Linked DNA regions of Gossypium arboreum: region 2 is linked to region 1. A link is a contact called in public Hi-C data. All regions are on one chromosome and are shown on one strand. Each heading gives the region's core, a stretch centred on a gene start, on an enhancer-like site or on the middle of the called end of the contact. The rest is flanking DNA. Distances are from core to core; before and after follow the strand shown.

What was found. A called contact is a pair of places that touch in the nucleus more often than the background predicts.
Region 2: a contact with region 1 is called in a Hi-C map of leaf, with 3 times the contacts expected there. The contact joins the promoter of LOC108477288 here to the promoter of LOC108479698 in region 1. A contact is called at or near these places in 3 of 5 Hi-C or Micro-C datasets (all in leaf).

What each region holds. Positions count from the first base shown.
Region 1 is chr12:6,349,150-6,354,012 of ASM2569848v2, reverse strand. LOC108479698 (serine/threonine-protein kinase ATR) reads left to right here and starts at 2,733. Exons shown (of 15, transcript XM_017782435.2): 1 at 2,733-3,102; 2 at 3,485-3,629; 3 at 3,792-3,904; 4 at 4,089-4,423; 5 at 4,551-4,675. The coding sequence starts at 2,913.
Region 2 is chr12:6,588,643-6,593,505 of ASM2569848v2, reverse strand. It overlaps LOC108477288 (PTI1-like tyrosine-protein kinase 2), which reads right to left and starts at 2,386. Exons shown (of 6, transcript XM_017779793.2): 1 at 1,784-2,386; 2 at 1,607-1,716; 3 at 633-1,527; 4 at 199-432; 5 at 1-118. The coding sequence starts at 2,026.

The DNA.
Region 1 (4,863 bases), core at 1,484-3,983:
TATGGAAAAGTTTTGTATTTTGGTCCTCCAATCTTAACCAATTCACCCTTACTCTTTGTGCCTAGTAAGACTCATTTTTTTTTTCAATTTTTATATTGATATGCATTTTCACATCGATCAGTTCAGCAAGATTCTCTTCAGTTCTTTCCATAGCATCCAATTGATTTATACACCTAAGTAGTTTCTCCGAATTATCGACTCTTTGATTTTTCAACTTGTCAGCCCATTCATGTACTCCTCCACATAGATAAGCAAGTCAATCAGTGATGTTACCTGACCTACTCTCCTATAGTCATTTTATCTCTATTTCGCGTAATCCATCCATAGTCCACCAGCTTTCAAAACGAAACCTTATTTTTCTATGATGTTGGACATCTTTATCTGTAGTTATCAACAAGGGGTAATGATCCAAAACATAATGAGGAAGGTGCTTTAATGAAAATTTAAGGAAAGGCGTCCTCCATTAAGCATTTGCCACTCCACAATCGAGTTTTTCTCTGATTTTATTTTTGGCAAAATTCCCTTTCCCATGTGAACTAAATAACACATATTTTCCAATTGACATTTCGTTAAAGCAGATCTAAACTCCTCCATGTGACCTTCAACCCTAGGAACACCACTCTTCTTTTCAAATGCATACAAAATTTCATTAAGGTCACCACACATCATCCATGAAAAGTTTTGATCCTGCCCTAAAAAGTACAAGAGATTCCACGATTCTATCATATGATGAGAATCCATAACACCATAGAGTCCTGTCGTCCTCCATTTTGGTTTAACTAGATCTTCCTACACTTCCACATCAATATGGTTTTTTGAGAAACTCCTCAACGTAATAGAGCTCCTTTATTCCATCCAAGATTGAGACATTCACGAGTACCATCAACCAATACATCAATCCCACACTGAAAGTCACACATTTTTCTAATTTTTTCTATACGGTTTGAATTTAATTTTGCCTCTATAAAGAAGACGAGTTGGGGATGATAGAGTTTCAGCACATGCTGAATTCCTCGAACAGCCCGTGAGTTCCCCAAACCATGGACATTCTAGTAAATAATTTTTATTGCGTCTAGTCAACTTGCCCTTTAGCAGCCGTCGATATCCTTTGAGGTAGGGCTTTGTCACACCCATCAACGACTCCAGTGAATCTAAATACTTAGAAACTATAGAGCCCAAAAAATTCGATCTTAGTCTTTTCTTGCCTTTAATACCTTCTAATGGGTTGTCTTTCAAAATCATGGTCCATAATGTCCCTGCCCAACCCACTTGAACAACCTACCACTTTCCTTTCCGTGGGATTTAAATTCCCTTCCAAATTAAACCCCAATATGGGATTAATTTTATGCCATGATTCCTGCCCACTAATTTTCATAAATTCTTCCTCGAATCTTGCTTTCCAAATTTGTCATTCAAGAAATCTGCATCGCCTTCCTCACAAAGCCAAATGCTGGTCATGGTGGTAGCCCTCCTCGATGGTGCTTTCAATGACAAGTTCTAATCTAACTCCAGTTTTTGTAGCCTATGCGCTAATCTAATTGGACAAAACTTATCACCATGTCTTAGGTATCCGCAAAGAAAATAGAAAAGTGTTAACTTCTCATATTAAAATTTGCATAAACAAAGTTTGATTGAGAAATCTTTATTTTCTTCCGTCTCTTTAATGGAAGTCGAACATCTACTTGACCTTGGATCCTTATAAATTTTTTTATACCCGTGACTTTGTTGTTTTGAGTCATACTCTATAAAAACTCCAATGAAATTTCTGAATTGTCTAGCAACATTTTCAGAAAATAATCCAAGAGGTAAACCATATACTTGAACCCAGAAAGACAAGAAATCCAAGGGGACTTGCATCGAATTCTGATCCTCCTTTAATCAATGAAATACCAAAAGATGGTTATTGAAAGTCCATATGGCATTATTGATCACTTGATCTATATTAAGCTAATGAAAAAATTTGAATAAAAAATGTTTTCCCCTCAAAAATGAAATTAGTATCCTGTAATGGATGCCAGGGATCTACCATTTTATTTTGCATCATGGGGAAATGTACCACACTTGCCGTAAGAAAACAACCAACAAGGCTAAACTCATATGCCTTTTTTTTTGCAAATAAGATCCATTAGAAAACTGCCAAGCCTTTTCTTCACCATCTTTTATACTCAAATCAATAAGTTTTTTTTTCCATTGTTCGAAACAAAGATAATAAAATGGTGATGACCTAAATAGAAAAAAAAAGAAATTCAAAAGAAATCAGACAAAAAAAGACGACGTGCTACCGTGAGCAGACAAATAGAGATACAAACGTGCTAGCGTGAGCAGACATCTATGCAATAATAAGTTTTGACAAAAAAAAATAGACTCATTTAAAATATGGACTGAACTTAAGCTTTGATATTAAAAGCTTGAGCACTATTCGATCCATTTTAATTTTTAATATATTGTTTTTTTTTTATATAATATATAGTATACCATATAAAAAATTAAATATACTATATTCTAAATTATAGTATAAAATAAAAAATATTAAATTGTTTATATTAAAAATTTAATAAAATTATAATTGAAATATAAGAAATTTATTTATAGATAAAATTATTACATATCAAATAAAAAAGAAGAGATATTAGAACAAAATAAAAAATTGAAACTGGTTGGATTTATAAAAAGCATACTTAAATTAGAGCATAATCCGACCCGGCCATGAACCCCTTTACTCGAGACATAACATATTTACGGATCCGATCCAACAAGAGAATTTAAAAAAATAAAAGAAACAAGCGTGGGTAACAACAAAGCGGCAAAGCGTAGTGGCAACAGAGCGAGAGTGAAAAGAGGGAAAAAGGGCCAAAATCCCAAGGTTTGGAAACTCGGAGTCCGAAAGTGAAAGGGAGCGGAGAAGATATGCAATGGCTAATACTAGTAACAGTAGAATTCTGTCGAGTTTGGTTCACGCACTTCGTGAACGCATTGCAGCAACTCCTTCCACTCCTCCAAACAACAACCTTAGCACTTGCGCTGACGATGATGCTTTGGAGACCAAGTTCCGTGCTGTTCTTCCCAATCTTCTTAACGGCTACGTTGTTCCTTCTTCTTCTGGTATTTTTCTTATCCTTCCTTTTCTTTTGGATCTTCATGAAATGTGGGGATTTTTACTTGCTGGGTTTTTCTTTTGGGTTTTCTCGGTTTCTTAAGTTTGGGCACTAGATTGCGAAAGAATATAAGATTTAAGTAAAAGAAGGTTAGCTTTCTAAGTGGTGTTGTAATAAAATTAAGTTTCGATGTTGTTCAAGATTCAAGTATTAAACTATAGAGAAAAGCGCTTTACTTTTTTCCCTTTCCCTTTCCGTTTCTTTCTCTTTTCTGAGCGAACTGATAGCTAATAAGTTAGCTTTTCTTTCTCTTTTTTTAATGGATTCTCATGAAATTTGCGACTTCTGCTATAAATAATTTATTGTTGTTGCTGTTACACTTGTTGCAGCCAATGAACGAGAAGTTATAGCTGTGCTGAAGCTCATTTCTCACACAGCAAGGAATTTTCCTGGAGTTTTTTACCATGGCAAACCTAGTGCAGTTTTGCCCCTGATTGGTCGGATATTGCCCTTTTTTGCTGAACCTGCATTTAGGTTGGCTATTTAATAACACTCCATTGTTCAAAGCCTTTTTTAGGATTCTCTTTCATCATGCATTTGTGTTTTGTTAAATTTGTTCATTGCATTTTTGTGCCTTCTCTTTTATGTTTTCCTTTCTTTTTTCCCGTATTTTCAAGAATTATCTATGCATTTCAGTTCTCGACATGGAGTGATTTTTGAAACAGTTGGACCCCTTCTATCGCTGCTTCGTACCGGATCTCGAGATGCATATCGAACACTTTTCATTGATGCCATGTGTGCCATTGAAGGTAAAAGGAGTGCTCAGCATTTCAATTGATATTATTATGCTTTCACTGCTCTCTTATGTAATTGACTAATTCTATTTTATGATTTATGTTTGGTCTAATCCATGATGCCTCTTTTATTTGGCATTCTGACCATAATGCATATGGAAACAAAAAAGAGAACTAACACCCCTTTATATCCTTCCAGATATTTTGCGTATAGCATCCCTCTCTTCGGAAAACTCAAGAATTACAGAAGCCACCAGATTACATTTGAAGTGTTTCCATAGGTCCTTTTCTGGAAATTTAAGTGATTCTACATGTCTCTGTGATCTACCAACGAGCAATAAACCCATTGATGGCCCTGGCATCTTGATTAACCTCTTGGGCAGAGACAGGTGGCTGCCTTTTGCAACTTGGATTATAAAGTTTCTTAGCAAATGTTTAACTGAAGGAACACTATATGTAGAAGGTCTCATGAATACATCATTTGTTTCTGCTGCATGCTCTCTTTTATGTTACGGAGATGCTGATTTGCAAATGGTGGGTTATATGTATGTTTGGCAACGAGCTTCTTGAACACAATTTTTACATCTTGGTTATTTAGTTTGTTCACACGGTTTCTAAAATCCTCTCGTTACTGTGGCTGACAATTTAATTTTTTTGGAAGGCATGTTTTGACTTTGCACGTGTCATTGGATCAGTGATGAGTTATGACACTGTTCCTCATCAGAACTTAATCCAATCAATATCCACCATTTTAGGTGAGGACAAAGAGGGACTCCCTGTATTCAGGTGTGCCTTCTGATTTCTGATGCTTATTTTACTAGAAATTATAGTTGATGAATATAATGTTCCTAAGAGGACACAATCCAAATATGTAGGAACCATATGAAATACTTAAAAAATTCTGACCCAAAGATTGACATCTAATTCTTGGGAGTTGGGACATAACCTTATCCTGTATAGGTTTAATTAGGTTT
Region 2 (4,863 bases), core at 1,137-3,636, 240 kb before region 1:
GCATGAGGCAAAGGCGTGCTATAAACATCATTACTTCCATCTCTTCCTTCTTGTAATTTTGGTTCAAGAAAGGATCAACTAGATGCTCACATAGGCCAAACCGTAGTAAAGATCTTGCCTGAAAGATAGTTACACCGTAAAACTTAAAGCTTTTAGACATAAAAACTTGATTTATGGTATAACATGTCAATATATTACCCAAAGCACCAAGCTTTCATGGTTTCTCTGGTTGCTTTGAATAGCGTCTTTCCCTGTAATAAGTTCCAGTAGCACAACCCCATAGGAATAAACATCTATCTTTTCATCAATCTTTCCACACACCATGTATTCTGGTGCCAAGTATCCAAATGTCCTAACAATGTCAATTGGCTTTGTGTTTGCCGAGACTTGATAAGATTGATTATGCACTACAGCTGCTCCAAAACCCGAGAGCTACAAAAGATATCCGGCATAAGTTGCGAGTAGGTAAAGTTATTTCGCTTTATAAAATGCATCTTGAAACAGATGCATATATCTCAGCATACACTTCAGATTTAAGGTTCTATTGTTGGCTGTATTAAGAGTAGAAGCCGAATTGAAAGAGAAACTGTCTATTAAGCATCAAAGACATTTGAACATGGGTGTATACTTACTTGCGGTTGCCAATTATCAGAGAGAAGAATGTTAGATGGATTCACATTTCTATGAATGATGGGAGGGTCACAAGAATGGTGAAGGTAGTCCAGGGCCTTGGCTACACCAATTGCAATAGTCATCCTCTCAGCCCACTTGAGTTGTTTTAAACATTGTTTCAAGCTTCCATTTAGAAGATTATAAACAATTGCATGCAATTCTTTGCTATCACAGTACCCAATTATCTCAACTATGTTCTCATGATTTATGCTGGATAATGTCTCTACTTCTCGAAGAAGATCCTTTGCAGACCAACGTGTGGTTTTGAGTACTTTCACAGCTGCAGCATGACCATCCTCGAGATTAGCTTGATACACCATAGCATTTCCTCCCTTCCCAATCACCATGGTGGGGCTGAAATTATCCGTGGCAACACTGAGCTCTTCCAGTCTAAACCGTCTGCAGGACCACACTGCTTCTTGGGATGCCACTCTGCAAAACCTCCTCGTCACATTCACATTTTTCTTCAGATTCTGCTGGCCTCCACCACTGGTTTGCCATGTGGATGACGATGATGCAGAAGAAGATGGCATAGTGAATGACTTTTTAAACTGATGTTCAGGAACTTTCTTCTTGAGAATGTAATGTCCTTCGCTATCAATTCGACACGTTGACGGTGATGCTGAAGACAATGGTACCGTCAACGACTTTTGTAACTGACGGGAGCTTGTCGATTGATCAACCACAGAGTTTGCCTGGGAAGATGATAAACAAGGTTGAAAAGGTACACCTGCAGAACCTTGCTGGGAAGTTCCCTGCTGTCGGATTACAATTCTCCCAGCACCGTCCATCACCAAAAGGGTGCATGTGGGAGGCAAACTTTTAAGACAAGTGCTTACAGCCAAATCCTTTGGCCTACAGAAAACAAAAACCATGGAAATATCAGATAGAAACACATGGAAATTCATTAAACATTAAACAGTCTTCTCATTACCCTGAAATGTTGCATCCAATTGCAAGGATTGTAGCATAATGTTCTCGAACTTGATGAGATAACACCGAGATGTAGGAGTTTCCAGTACAGATTTTAACAAGAAAATCAACCTGCATCGGCAAATAGATAAATAAAAGTCCAGTTCCGTAATGTGATTATCTTAAATCATACTTTTACCTGTTTGGATTTACAGAGATCTTCATGGATGTGGAAAGTGTTGGGATCGAAAGCATCATTCATTTGTTGGACATGTACGGCTAAAACATTGTCACCCGGCTTGACAAGCAGGCAGAGTAACTGGAGCAGCATTTCTCGGCTGCAGTTATCAGATTTTAGACCAACTATTATGGTTTTGTTCTTCACTGTCTTGCCACTCAGATAAGACATAATTCTGCAATTGATCTTTGCATTTCCACCCATGATTCAGATTATATCTAACAAGCTTCAGCCACCATTCCATTTCATAACGAGGTCCTTTATTTTTATTTTTTTCAGATTTTAGGGTTTTGGAATTTGATGTTTGATTGGGGAGGACAAGGACAGAGCTTTAAATCAATTAGTGGGCAGTGGTATGTGTACACATTCTCCCAATTGGCAAAGCAGTTACTTCAGTTTGGTGAAGTGGTTACAACAAGATATCAAGTGCCCACGCTTAAGCTCCTAACTAGCCTCAATTCAACTCAAAAAAAGAAAAACCCTCCAATTAATATTTTACAACTTCAATATCCCTAAATCCAAAGGCTTAATGTGTACTTCAGGGGACTAAAGTATACAAATTCTTAAAAATCATTAAAAATTGTAAATAATATATATATATATATATATATATCCTTTCACTTGTCTAAATGCAAAGACGGTTCATGCTTTTTTCTATCACAGGCAGCACTTTTTATAGTTTCCCTGCTTTCTAATGGCTCATAGCTCAAAGCCTCAAACATCTATTGCATTGTTCCATGAAAGGGCTTGAAATCTGAAAGCCCATTTGAGGGTTCTCTCTACGGAATTTGAGAAAAGAGGAGCTAAATAGTTAATCTCTTGAGTTGAACTACCCCTGGATGTGTGGAGTTTCTAGACTCATTGTCATCGAAAACCATAAACCCAGAAATAAAAAAACACAAATGAACAAATAAAAAGCAAGCTATATAGCTAATCTCACTCAAAACACCATTTGAAGAAGGGGTGTACTTAAAAGACTAAATTATTAATAAGTTTATAGTAACTTAACTTCAACAAGTTATTTACAAAAGTTAGTTTAACCAATGTTAGATGTGGGAACCAGCAAATTTGTAACATCATCACTCCATTAGTAAATTTATAATTTAATCATTTTTAACTTAATTATGGGTAGAACTATTTATCTAAGCTCAAAATCTCGTCTAAAAAGTGAGAGAAATTTAAACAAATTTATAAGCCTGAAAATTGAATTTAGATAAAAGATAAAGCCTATTTTCTAGATAAACTATGCCTCATATAAAATTTTTAGCTTGACCCAAATCTTCTATTTTATTGTTATTTACTATCATTCTATTATTATATTGCTAATATTTATTTTTTATTGTTTGGATAGATATTGCATAAATCTTATTTTATTGTTAATTTTACTATTATTTTAGAGACATTAGCTTATTAAGTTGTAATCATTTTATATTATTTAAGGAAAAAATATTTTTTAATTTATTAGGAAATATTTATTTTAATGTTTTTAATGTAGTTGATTTATTATATTTTTAAATTTATTTTTATATAAAATAATCTAAAAATTGTCAGATGAGGCTTCACAGGACTAGGAGGTGATCTTTGGAGCGGTCTGTTGGCACCTTTGGAAACAGAGAAATGGGATGCTGTTTGACTTACTACAAAGACCATGATGGGGTTCTGAGCCGAAGGAAGGAGTGATGGGATGTGGGACTAATAGCTTGAATTCTATCACTAGGAGGGGAGAACGTAGGGTGGAGAAATGGGAAAGGCCAGCAGATGGATGGTACAAGGTGAACTCGAATGGAGCCCTCAGAACTGGCGATAGGATAGCAGCTAGTGGCGGGGTTATTCGAGATTCTCATGGACAATAGTTGCGGGGTTATTCCAGGAGTATCGAGATATGTTCGGTGATGGAAATAAGGTGATGGAAATAAAAGCTTGGGATGTCTAAAATGGCTTGGTGCAGGCTTGGCAAATGGGCGGTCGACGAGTGGTGTTGGAAATTGATAGTGCAACTGCTGTCCAGATGCTCCTAGGATGCGAGGCAGAGAATCAGGGAAGTGGAGTTTTGCGCGCTGCCAAGGGAATGCTCAAAAGGGACTGGATAGTTAAAGTGCAACATGTACAGAGAGAGGGAACACAGTAGCTGATGGTTAGCTGCAATTTCTAAGGGTTGGCTACTGTTTAAAAACTTACGATAATCCTCCTCATGAGATTTTGAGGCTGCTATTATTGGATAATTGTCATTGGTTAGATAGCCTAATGTAATTCCTTTGTTCCTGCTTCTTCTCAACCAAAAAAACAAAAATTAATCAAAGAGATGTACTACTAGATTATCTTGTAATTAAACACTTCTTATTTCATTAATAAAGTTCATCAACCCTTCTTTTCACAATATACTTTTTATTTAATTAATTGGATTAAAGCAAAAAATCTAAGATTTTTATTTGGTTGAGGATATAAAATGACTTAATATCACATTTTATTTAATGAAACATAGGAGTGATCAAATTATAAATTTATTAATAATTGAGTGATTAAATTATAAATTATTAATTATTGAGGGATCAAATTATAAATTTATTAACCCATCTAACGTTGATTACGCTTATGACTTCAATTAATTTAATAATCAATTTATAACTTTCAAATAATTCAATAACCAATATATAATTTTTAAAGTTGAGTGACTAGAATATAAATTTATTAATAATTTAATAACTTTAAGTATAATTTACTTATTATTAAAGGAAAAAAAGTTTTTACAAGCAACTCAAGAACCTCCTCTGTGTTTTTATTTTAAGATTGATATATATGGAGGTACTAAATCTGACTATTTATCCCCTACTTGATATTTAAACATTTCTTTTTCAATTTTACTGGTACCTAATTTTAGCCAACTTAATGCATTTTTAGATATCTAACTATTACTGTTTAAATACATTGACATATACTAAAATCAATAGCATGATAACATATAACAACATAAAATTTTGACAAGTGGCAAAAATTTAAAATTTATAAAAAAAATTATATGTCAAAATATGAGACTATCAAAT